Regions from separate parts of the Athene noctua genome. Here region 2 is linked to region 1. Evidence: chromatin contacts called from public Hi-C data. All regions are on one chromosome and are shown on one strand. The core of a region is the stretch at or near the end of the contact, and the rest is flanking DNA. Distances in the headings are between cores, read along the strand shown. Region 1 holds the start of MTBP (MDM2 binding protein). Region 2 holds the start of COL14A1 (collagen type XIV alpha 1 chain).

Evidence for each region. A called contact is a pair of places that touch in the nucleus more often than the background predicts.
Region 2: a contact with region 1 is called in a Hi-C map of heart, with 5 times the contacts expected there. The contact joins the promoter of COL14A1 here to the promoter of MTBP in region 1. A contact is called at or near these places in 2 of 2 Hi-C or Micro-C datasets (heart and liver).

Annotation. Positions count from the first base shown.
Region 1 is chr2:14,896,917-14,903,273 of bAthNoc1.hap1.1, forward strand. MTBP (MDM2 binding protein) reads right to left here and starts at 2,755. Exons shown (of 22, transcript XM_074897585.1): 1 at 2,619-2,755; 2 at 2,072-2,152; 3 at 985-1,058; 4 at 729-874; 5 at 180-238. The coding sequence starts at 2,700. MRPL13 (mitochondrial ribosomal protein L13) reads left to right here and starts at 2,794. Exons shown (of 7, transcript XM_074898500.1): 1 at 2,794-2,901; 2 at 3,630-3,753. The coding sequence starts at 2,875.
Region 2 is chr2:15,061,944-15,068,300 of bAthNoc1.hap1.1, forward strand. It overlaps COL14A1 (collagen type XIV alpha 1 chain), which reads right to left and starts at 3,270. Exons shown (of 48, transcript XM_074898499.1): 1 at 3,158-3,270.

The DNA of each region.
Region 1 (6,357 bases), core at 1,505-4,004:
CAATGCTATTCATGCTCAAGATCCTTAAACTACTTGCAAGGGCTGCATACAAGTTATTTCAACTAACAAAGTCACATCCTCTGTATTTTTCCATTTGACTATGATTTTACCAGCTGACTTTTTAGAGCAATAACTAACAATATAAACTCAAATGAGATTGCTTTTTTAAGAGAGATTACCTGGGGCAGGCAGTTTATCAGCTAACTGATGCAGACTTTCTGCAGCTTCATCAAAGATACTGAAAATGAAGAGCAACATGGTTGGAAACAAATTATAAACAAAGTAATTTAGAAACAAAAAGTTACAATTGACAAATACTGCCTCATGTAAGTATCTTACATCTTTAAAATTCTGTACAAACATACCTAGGCAATGAGATATATTTATCTCCCCTTTTACTGAGGCAGAAGTAGGCTAAACAACTTCAAAACAATCTGCAGTAAAACTGTAACTAGGATTCGAGACGGATTAGCAAGAAACTTCTTTTTATATGTATATAACTATCAGCTATTAGGAAACTGTTCAGTTATTCTGTAAAAAACATCTGTAGCTAAAAGAATGAAAGCACTATTGAATTAAACAGAATTATTTTTAGTAGTAGTAGCAGGCGATTGTTCATAGTTAACTGTTGCTTTGGTAATAACTTGTTAAAATTCCTTGATTCCCTTGGATTATTATTGTAAAATGCCAGATCACTGTACTTTCAATAAAAATAGTAATATGTATACTCAGTCATAGACAGTGAGTCTCTGCTGTTATTGTCATCTTCCTCAAAATTTAGTATGGCTCCCAGGCATTCGTCAGTACTTGTTTGGAGAGAGTCTTCATTTTTCTGTGTGTCAAAATTTATTTCCTCCCAGTCAGAACTGCAGAACTAATCAAACAAAAAGAATTAATTAAGCAAAAATAATTTTGAATATCAGAGTTTTAACTTGCAATAGAGACAGACAGACAGGAATTTATATTCGGAAAAAAAAGTCTTACCTGATAATAACCACATATAACATGACTCGCAAAATACCATTTCTTTACACCTGTAATACCAGCCACTGAACATGCTGCAAAGAGATAAACCAATTATTTAAAATAATCCACTACAATCTATTCTTCCTATTATAATGAACATCTCTGTTAAAAAAACTCTACATGAGTCATTTAACGTGCCACAAGACTTGAGTTCTGTTTTCCTTTGACATCATAATTAAGTTCTAAATGTATTAAGGTGTAGGTAAGTGTCTAGCAAGGATCTGTTACTGATCCTCTGACTTAATTATTAAGAAAATCTTTGATCTCTTCTCCATTCTGGGCAATATTGCTCTCCATTTGCAGAAGTTGTATCATACCTGGACTAAATCACAACTTTCATAAATATGGTTTACGCAGTTCACAAAATGAGATGCTCTCTCAACATTTCTATGCAATAAAAAGCACAGGTGTCAAAAACAGCTTAACATTCCCATCTTCATGAATTTTAACAGCTCATAGCCGTTTCAACAGCTGTGACAAGATAAGCCTGCATAGCTCAACACCAGATATCCAAACCAATTAAAGGGCTAAGAAAGCATTTTTTTAAGAAAAAACCCCTCAACACCCAACCCTAAAAGAACTAAAGCAGATATTCAGAAACCCATTTTAAAATGATGAAGTTATATAAATATTAATGGTTAGGGTTCTGAATTGACACCCGAAAGACAAATATTGCTGCTATTGAAAAAATCAGAAGATACACAGGAATAATAAAAATATCAAACTGCCCACTGACATGGGAAACAAGCCCCTTCCTACTCATCCTTGCTACGCTGGATTGAAATTTGTCAATCTTTTAACACCATTTTTATCACTTCCATTTCTTGTGTCCAATCTATTTAATCATCTCCTAATATCTCAGCTGCTCAAATTACATCAATTCTCCGCAGAAACAGTAGCAGCAATAGTTACATCTGCAGATTTATGCACACCACCAAAACTGTCTTTCCTTAAGTTTCTGACTTGTTTCACCTAGATCATAAAATGTACCTAGGCCAATTCCTTGATAAAATTTACCTTACTGTACGTACATTACTGTATTTACCTGGAAACGTGTTCACATCTGCATTTATGGATGAGTTACAGCTTTCTTTAAGGTACTGATAAACAGCTGAAGCAGTTCCAGCTGGGGAAAAAAAAAAGAAAAAAGTTTTTCTTAAAAACTACTGAATTACAGAAGTCTTGCTTTCTTGCAAATACAGCATAAAGTTCAGTTTAATATTAGGTGTTTAGACTTAAAAAAAAAAAAAATCAACCTGTGAACTTTAGATTTACAGGAGTTTAAAAGGACAAATCTTGTAAATTCTCATTGAAGTAGTGCACATCTCAGGGACGCTTTACCGAGTTACATAGCAGTGTCGCGATAAAACAGAAAAGCCTGTAAGTTTCTGAAGATTTAAGTCATTAAAGACTCTTAGCCTGAAAAAAAACCCGAGGGATTTAACGAGGTAGGGATCTAGAAAAGCCCGGACGAGCGCAGACCCCAGACCCGCGGCCATAAGAGCCCTCATGAGGGCAGGTCGGGCGGGCCCGGCGGCAGGCGGCTCCGCGCGGCCTCCAGCCCCCCCGGGCGCCTCCGGCCGCGGCGGTACCTGCTCCGCTCCCGGGGCCGCCCGCCGCAGCACCCTCGCCCCTGCGCTCCCCCCAGCTCAGGAACAGGACGTAGCGGTCCATGGCCGGGCGGGGACCGAGCTGGAGCCGCGGCCGCCGCCGCTCCGAACGGCCCGCGCTGCCGCCCTGGCACCGCCCCTCGCAGGGCAGCGCTTCCGCTTCCCGCCGGTGCGGCGGCCGGGAGGCTCCGCGTCCCTTCCCCTTCCCCTTCCCCTCAGCCGCGGCGGGAGAGCGGCCATGGCCAGTTACACCAAAGCGGCCCAGGTGAGCGCGGCCCGCTGCCCCTCGGGCCGGGCTGTGCCGGGGCGGCCGCTGCCTCCGAGGGCTTGCGGCGGCGTCGCCCCGGCGGCCGCCCCGGCGCAGAGAGCGGCCGTGAGGGAGCGGGCGGGCGCCGGGGCGAAGGGGCAGTCGGCCCCCAGGGGAGGCCCGGGGCGGCGGGCGGCCTGCCCTGGCGGCGGGGCGGCCTGCGCGCCGCTCTGCGCCCTGAGGGGCCCGCTGGCGGGAACCGGCAGCCGTCGGAGGGTGCGGGAGTGCCTGTGAGGGACAGGGCTACCCGCTGAGGGCGGCTCAGGCCGTTCGTGTTCATAAAAGTGCGTTTGGGGGAGTTTTCCCTTCACTGAGAGGGAAAGAGATGCTGGGTGTTAAACAGCCTGCCGTGAGTTTACAGGGCAGTAATGGAAGCTTGCTGTTGGCAGTAATGGAAGTTGGCAGTAATGGAAGCTTGCATCAAGAGATCTTCACTTCTGAAAGAAAACCCTCAGAGCTGTTAAACTTTTCAGTGTTGTTGCAGCCACAGACGTTGGAAGCACATACGGCACTGGCTGTATCGCAGCGTTCTCCATCCATTTAAAGGTTATTTGGAGGAGGCGTTCTTAATATTTCATCTAGCATTTTGGAGTGTCAAAAAAGCATCGATCTCATTAGAGAAGTTAGATTTATGTATAGTAGTGTGGTTTTTTACTATGTTAAGTACTGCCTCTCTTTCTCTTTAGCAATGGGCAACTTTTGCCAGAGCCTGGTACCTTCTCGATGCGAAGATGCAGCCACCAGGGAAGATAGCAGCTGCGACTGTAATCAGACTTGAAGGCAGGCATAAACCTATTTATCATGCACTAAGTGAGTATTGCAATAGATAAAAGCAAATTTGCTTTCCTTCAATAGCATTTTTCTTCTGATTTAAGTTTTAAAATCAAGCCTCACTAGCGTTTTTCTTCTGATTTAAGTTTTAAAATCAAGCCTGATACATGTTACATTTTTCAGTTGTTTGTAAATTATGAATATTTTCATTTTCCTTCTCATCTTATTCCTTCATACTCCTCTACAACCTTATGTCATTGTCTTTACCAGTCCATATGAAGGTCATTATGAATTCATAATTTATTTTAAGTAGCTAAATTGCAGTATATTGTGGTTTTATTTTTTTAAAACCTTGACATGTGTTTTGATGTATTGATTTTTAGGTGCAAAGATTTAAATCACAGTGCACATAACGGAACACTGATGTGCTGCTTGATTAGGTTTTCTGAATGCTACCTTTCAGTAGCTGCACAACACTGTGGAGCTTTGGAGTGGTTCTTCATTCTGAGTAAGGTAGAGAGAAGCCCTGTCTTGATGAGGCAGTGGGCACAAACTGAAACACAGGAGGTTCCCTCTGAACATCTGGAAATATGTTTTACTGTGAGGGTGACTGGAAATGGTTGTCCAGGAGGTTGTGGAGTCTACATCCTTGGAGATACTCAAACACTGGTCCTGCTTGTGCAGGGGGGGTTGGACAACATGACCCCCAGAGGTCCCTTCCAACCTCAGACATTCTATGATGATGAGGCTGAAACGTGTCCAGTTCTTAAATGGGAGGGAGATGTACTCATTGTTGAAAGATACCTTCTTGTTTAAATGAAAAAATAATTTTGCTTTGCTGCAAATTAGAAGATTCAGCAGTAAAGATGTGTCTGTGATCTTGTTCTTACTTGTAATACTGTAGTGCTTGTGTTGCGGTGATAAGCATTTTATAGATAATAAAAAGGTGGTCCCTCATAATGATGATACAGTGTTTTCTGTAATACTCGTGCAAACTTTTCAAGAGACATTATGAAAAATAAAGGAGTTAAACTTTGCTCATACATGTAGAGTGTACATACTAAAATTATACTCCATCTGTTTTTCATAATCGAAGGTAGTATTTGTGGTGTTCTAAAGATGTTCTAAATACGGAGTTCTGCTGTTGCAAATTATGTCCTATCCACAAGATGTCACTGGAGACTAAGGCTGTCTGGAACATAAAGCAGACACTGAGAGGAAATGGTTTTGGTCGTCCTGTGGGAAAGCTGTTTGATACTTTATGTCCATGAAGTTATAAAATCTTGGAAAGTCATTTCAAGGATAACTTTATTTGTTCTAAACTATTCCATAAATCAGTACCAAATGCATTACACCTGAGACTGACATTGATAGGTTACTACTACTGAGACATTTGATACTCGCTAAGAGGGCAAAGTATGCATGAATTTGTGGTTGCTGTACTTAACACTTCTTTTTTTTTTTCTATTTTTCTTTTTTTCTGAACTAACAAGAAATACTTTAGTGTCTGTAAGGTAACAGTTCCTTAGACAGAAAAACATTCTGGGGATTTTTGTTTTGTTTTTAATTTGGTATCCAGATACCCCTCCATAAAATTATTATTTATTTATTGTGTTGAAGAGTATCTGGAGCTGAATTTAAGCTGTGGTTAAGGAAGGGAAGAAATTTGTTTTAATGCATATTACTCTAAGTTTTAAGGATAATCTTTCATTGTTTTCCAGAGTCACGTATTTTTAGATGCTGTCAGACCGTATGCCCTAAATAAAGGGATATAACCTTGTTCAGAGGTTTGAATCTGGATTTTTTGGTTTATTCCGCACCTCACCTTTTCTCTACCCCTTATCCTCTTGCATCTTATATTTGCAAGCGGCTTCACGATACAGAACTAAAACCAGTGGGCCAGATTTTAAAAAAATTGGGAGATCTGGTTCTTTATGTTGTATTGTGAGCAGGTGTAGGTGAGCCATTCAGAGGGACCTTGACAGGCTTGAGAGGTGGGCCCGTGCAAACCTCAGCAAGGCCAAGTACAAGGATCTGCACGTGGATGGAGAAAGTCCCAAGCACAGATGAAGGCTGGGCAATGAGTGGATTGAAAGCAGCCCTGTGGAGAAGGACTTGGGAGTAGTAGTGGATGTAAAACTGACTATGAGCCAGCAATGTGCACTCACAGCCACAGAAACTCTATTGTGTCCTGGGCTGCATTGAAAGAAGTTTGACCAGCAGGTTGAGGGAGGGGATTCTGCCCCTCAGTAGAGCAGAGTACTGCTCTTGTGAGACCCCACCTCCCATGCTGTGTCCAGCTCTGGGGCCCCCCAGTATAAGAAGGACATGGACCTGCTCGTGTGGGTCCAGAGGAGGCCACAGAGATGATCAGGGGGCTGAAGCACCTCCCTTACAAGGACAAGCTGAGAGAGTTAGGGGTGTTCAGCCTGGAGAAGAGAAGGCTCCAGGGAGACCTTACAGCAGCCTTCCAGTACTTCAGGGGGGCTACAGGGAAGATGGGGAGGGACTCCTTAGTGGAAGGTGTCCCTGCCCATGCAGGAGGGTTGGAACTAGATGATCATTAAGGTCCCCTCCAACCCAAACCATTCTGTGATTCTATGATTTGTTACGTACTCCAAAATGTTGTAATCAGATGAGCCT
Region 2 (6,357 bases), core at 2,020-4,519, 170 kb after region 1:
GTACTCAATCCCAGTGAAATAATCACTGATCAGTTCAACTGAGCAATTTTGCACATCAGTTGCCAAAAAAGGCAGGACTTTGTTCTGAGGAAACACAAGTCCTTGTCTCACTGTCCTCTACAGTCTACTCTACTTTTCCTTTTTCTGTCTTATTCAACTTATTCTGTGCTCTCTGTTATACTGTCTGGCACTTACAGTGACTAAAGCAGACACAGCTCAGAAAGCATGCAGGGTATCAGCTGAGTAACCACTAATGCTATTGGTAGGTAATACCATGTTCAAAAATATTTACTCTAACTTGACCAGTTAGCAACATTAACACTATAGTGCAGCACTATATGAACACTCAAGGTAGGCCTACGTGAACTAGCTGGGTTACAGGAAGCAATTCTGGTGCCAAAGAGCAAGTTTCAGAAGGGGTAATTTATCTGTCTACAGAAGCTAGGTTAAGAACAGTACAAATTATCTGAACCTGGCCTTTAACACTCACCAGCACAGTTATTCAACTGTATAGAAGCACCTCTGAAGATACATCAACATGTTCATATCATCATGCTTATAAACATTTATTTATCACTCAACTTTACACTAGTTTTAGTTGATTTTCTGGGCCAGGAAAGATTTTTTGCTGCCCTCTCCTATTAGTATTTTATGGGAGAATTAAATTAATATAATTAATAGTAAATTTCTTGCTGTCAACAAAGAGTCAGCATTTGAAGGTTTACTTTGGTAAATTATGGTTTACGTATTTCCATGTTGCAGGTCCTTCCCATTTACCTCCTGTGTCATTTTCTCTAATACTGCCAACATACCATCATTGAATTTGCCTTTCATGTTTTCATTGTCTTCTGAGAAATGCACAAAGTGGTTCAACCACCACTGAATATAAAAGGCAGACTGAAGTACCTCCAACCATTATTAAACAAACAAGAGGATAAGACCTACATCTCCTTCACTCTTCAAGTATTCACAGTTTGCCAGTTATCCCAGGACTTGATAGGTCTACTGTTGCAAATCCCAGTCATAAATGGTCGATATGCCACCTCGAAATGTATAGGGGCCTTAATCATAGTGAATTCCATCCCCACAGGAGGTTACCCAAGTTTTAGCCAGATTTCACACTAAAGCATATCTTTTGAATCCATCTCTCACATTATAAATCCCTCAAGACAGAAGCAAAGATCTAGATCTAATAACAAAGATATGCACCAGAAAGTTATGTAACTGCTTCACCCAGTTCTTGGGACACATCCTCCAGGTGGAATTCAGAAACCCAAGGAATGTGCCCAGGCTTTCCTGCTAGATACTTGAACACAAAAGAATCAGACACCCAAGGACTAGATCCAGACGAGTCAGCACAGTCAGCAGGCAGTTGCCTAGTGACAGGCAATAGGAAGAGTGAAGAGAGGTAAGTCTTAAACAGTCTGAAATCCACCTCTTGTGTATCTCACATTGGGTACTGATGCTTCTCCTCTCACTCAGGAATACAACCTGTGAGCAAGTAAACATAGACTCTTCAAAGAACAGCATACAAACTCACTCTTCAGTGCAATCACCGCTGACGATGTGCAGATTTCTTTCCGTGTAGTAATTCAAACATTAAAACACTCCCTCACAGTGGTGGCTCAATTCCCCATCTGCTAGATTTGATATAAACTCTCCTGCCAATTAAGAGCTATAAATACCGACAGGTAGCCCTGTGTACAAACACTCTCTACTGCTGCTTTTATAGAAATGCCACTGCGCAGAGAAGAAGATTTGGGATACAGACAACTGGTGCTGGCTAAACTAGGCACAAGTTCACCTCCACGCTTCAAGGTTCACTTAACTAGGGAAGGCAAGCACCAGTCCGCAGCCACCTTGTGGCTGACATCGTCTGAGAATAAAAAGAAATACCCTATTCCTCCTGCTTTTTTTATGTGTCGCCTTTTATTAACTATTTGGTAAAACAATTATCTAAGAGAACAGCCCCGGCAGCAGAGACCAAAGCCTCCAAGGCAAGAGCCCTGCCCGGGCGGTGAGCCCCGCTCGCGACGCCTGCACGGGCCTGGCAGCAGGGCACCTTCTCCCGAGGGAACCACCCGCCTCGGCCACCTCCCCGCCCGGGACAGGCGACACGCAGCTCGGCGCTCCGCGCCGCCGCGGCACAGCGCCGGCCCCCTTCCCCAAGGCAGGCAGCTGGCGCTGCCCTCCCGCGTGGGGCCCCGGGGGTTATTTCTGCCCTCTCGGTGGCTCGTTATGAAGCGCCGTGACCCTGCGTCCACCCGCTGCCTGGGAACGGCCACGTTTCTCGGGTCGGCGTCCCGCCGGGCGAAAGGACGAGCACGACCTGCCCCGGCACCGCCGCGGCCTCGAGGGAGCGACCGGGCCCGCCGCCATGGCCGCCGCCCCCACACGGGAAGGGCGGGAAGGCGGCAGAGGGGGCCGGCGGCGAGGCGGGGACGCGGGGCCGGCTCTCGCAGACCCGCCGGCGCGGCCGCGACCCTCCGGGCGCGCTCCGTCCGCCTCTGCACAGCCCCCGCGACACGGCTCCAGGCCGCCCTGAGGGGCCCGCGCCCCCCGCCTCCACTTCGGGGCGCTCCGCACCACCTGCGCCCACGGGCCTCCGGTCGGAAAGCGACACCCCGCCCCCCAGCCCCCCGAGGTTAAGAAAGGGACCGCGGCGAGCTCGTTGCCTCCGCCGAGCTGAGGCGAGGGACGAGCCCCGTGAGACCCCCGGGGCTGCCCGCCGGCAGGGAGCGGAGACCCGCCGCAGCGGGGGAGGCCCGCCTGCCCGGGCAGTCCCCCGCTGCTCCAACACCCTCCCGGCGCCGGGCGTGGGGGGCCGCGGCGAGGCGAACAGCCTTGGTGCGCCGCGGGACGGGCGGGAGGGAGCGAGGATGCACCGCGGGGGAACGCGAGCAGCAGCCAAACCCTCCGTTTTAAAGTGCGACTGGTTATTTTTAATTACGCTTCTTCTCAAAAGTAAGATTTTTCCAGGAGTTCCTAAGGGCTCCCCCGCCCCGCCCCAGGCTCACCACTTCCCGCGCCCCCATCTCCTCCCTCCCCCGGGGCTCCGCTCCGGCCGCCGCGGGGGTGGCCGGGCAGGTGGGTGGAAGCGGCCCGGTCCTGCCCCTGCCCCCAGCCCGGAGGGACACGCAGCGGCGCTCACACCGACCTGTGCGGGCATCGGCGGGGCAGCCGCCGGCGGGGCTGCGGCCGCTCGTTTTCACGCGGGGCTGCGGGTGTTGAGGCGGCTGCGGGACAGCCGCTTCCCTCCCCTCTGGCCGCTCTTCCCCTCGCTGCGGCGCATCTGATAAGGCGAAAGGGTAACGACGGGAGGCGGGCAATTATAGAGCCGAAGGTGGAAAGAAGGGGGGAGAAAAAAGAGGCATGAGCGATGTCGGAGATCCAACCCCCCGCCCCCGAGCCCGACCTCCGCGGCGGGGGCGCGGCCAGGTGCGCGGGGAGGCAGGGCTGGGGGCTCCGGGCAGGGGAGGGGGGGATTTCGGGCAGCGTTACATGGTGTAGGTGCTGTGCTTCTCCGTGTCCTCTTGCTTCTGATTTTGCTGCTTTTTAACTCATTTTCCTCTCTCCGAAGTTCCTCATTCACTTCGTTTGAAATGATTGAGAAGGTGCCTATTCCGCAGCACGGCTTGGAATGCAAGTATCCCCCAGTGCCGGGTATTGCGATGTGTGGATTAATGATTCATCGGGGAAATATTTATATTAAAGTGTTCCAGCACTTGTCTGGCTTAGTATAAACCTTGATTAAAAGCATCGTACAGATGTACATTTTTGCCGTATGCATAGACACTGCGATGGGGGCGTAAAATTGCAGAATCTAGATTCACATAGAAATATGAGTTACCCTATGGTATTCCCTACTGGATTTACAGTTAAGACTACTACTCACGAAGCTTGTGAGTCCGAGAATTTAGGACGTGAATGAAAATATTCATTACAACGTGCTTGGTCATCTGTATAAAATTACAAATTAAATCACTGGAGGACTTGCTGTTAAGAAACAACATACATAGGTGAAACAGAGACATGCATCCCTTTCTTAATATAAGTAGGGCTCCCTTCTAGGGAAGGGAAGGCAGTAAGTCTCAGAGAGATGACTTTGACTAACTCTGTAAAGTAGGACCTTATGTTGTTGAGGAGGATTCCCAGTCCTGCAAACTCTTGTTCAAATTCACAGTGCAGATAGCTTTCCACTAAAACTACAGAAGTGTTTGAGCTTTAAAGAAACTAAGTCCAGTTGTTTTCTATAGCAAAGGTTAAAAAGCGTTCCTAGATCTAAAAAACATCTTCCAGACCTAGGAGTCTGGGACATCCTTTTGTGTTATTCTACTGCACCAGCAGATGTGTGCAATGGCCAACACTTGTATGAAGCAAGAAGAAAGTAGTTTGCAAGATAATAATTCCTCTGAAGCAATAAGATGTGCAGTTCATTGATGCTAAATGTGATACATTTTGTACCTTTTCAGTCCCTAATTTATGTATTTAGCTAAACAATAATATCCTGAAAGCAAGGAAGCTGATGCATAGGTCTATTTGCTCTTGAAGACTCGGCAATGTAGAGACATAAATCAGCGTAATCCATGACTGCTTGCTGGTTCATGTGTTTCAGGGCAGGACAAGGAACAGCCTGCCAAAGGGAGAGTCTGGCTCCCTTTTTCTCTCTTTCTTTTTTTTAAATTTATTTTTTTCACGGATTTGTAATGTATGCAAAGTCCACGAGCACCATCCTGTGGCTGCATCTAGTCAGAGTACTGGGACTCGGAGAAAAAAGTTCTTGAGGATCCCACTGACCAGTAAATAGATTCTGAAACTCTGGAGCCTTCAAATGACTTTATAATTTAAATTTTAATCAATTTTAATTTTTTACATCAGAAATTAAAATAATATTTTAAGTTCATGTAAAGTGTGTGTTTTCAAAGGTAATTTGGCTGAGTTTATCAATATCAATTTATTTTCCTGATTTACAATGCTATTTTTTTACACTATTGGTCCACTTTTTTGAGTGAATCACACGTTGCCTTTAAGTTTTACCCAGCTTTCTCTGAAAAGCACCGTAGATGATCTTGCATAATTACAAGGAAGAGCTCATGTTGTTCAAAAGTTCAAGGTAAAAGTTAAAAGGTGAAGCTTCCTTGAAAGAGTCTGTATAATTTGAACATCTGGAAATACAGTAAGATCACAGTATAAACAATATTAATGTACAAATGATTTACCAAGGTTTCCTTCCATCAAAAAAAAATCCCATATTTTTGAGAATAAATTTGCTGAATGTGAATTGGCCACATGAATTTACCTTCCACAATTTTGAATTGACCAAGCCTCAGTGATTTCAAAAGAACAACGATGATTTACAGCCACCACTTTTTAAAAGCATTCACACCAACAAGATGTGGACCATCCTTTGCTTGGCTAATACAGATTCCACAAAACTTCTATAAATAGGATTACATCGGAATGATATTGAAAATACAGCTGGAAATAATTCCATTAACCCAACACAAAACCAGAATTAGTGCAGGCTGGTGAGCTCAAAGTGAGCTGGGCTGAATATCTAATGGTACGACTAAACCAAGTATAGATTGCCGAAAGCAGCATTTGTGGGAACCGAACAGAAACCAAAGTAACGGATGTTTTTGGTGGCTGTGGAGAAGAATTACACTGTAATTATCAATCCTCACCTTTTTTTAATATCTTCTGCTTTTTAGAATATACTTAAAATTTTTCTCTGACTTTTTTGATATACTAATGAATGCAATGTTAGTTGCTATGCCATTTTTTACGAGACTTGGGAAGTGAGAATATCAAGTTGGGGGGATATTTTTAAATTGCAAAAAATTTAAAACTAATCAGGTCTTGTATTATTCCATTACAGCAATTTTTTTAAAGGTGACTAGTGTTTTTATCTCCTAAACTAATATGTCCTACAAAGAGATGTACATTTTGAATGACCTCTCTCCCCCAGCACCCAAAAACTCCAGTCACATTCAAAGATTTTGACTATGGAACATCCATTTGCATGACTTGGACTAGTCCATAGGCCTAATAACATTTTGTAGATTTTTTTTTTCTATTAAAAGAACTAAAGAACACAAAGACAGAGGTAATACTTGAGGTAAAGCATAACTGACTTTTGCTTTACATTTTGTAATTATTATTAAATATAATGGTACATACAATGCTGTTTGAAAAGTGGTTTGCCAAGATCAGTCTGTCAACACTTGCAATAATTAAGTGATTTATGAAGTCATGTGCTGAGAGATCAGAGAAGGACTAAGGACTGTATTCTTCCCAAATTAAAAATAGAGAAAAAGTATTTTAATGAAAAATGTAATTGTGATACACCATCTCTGA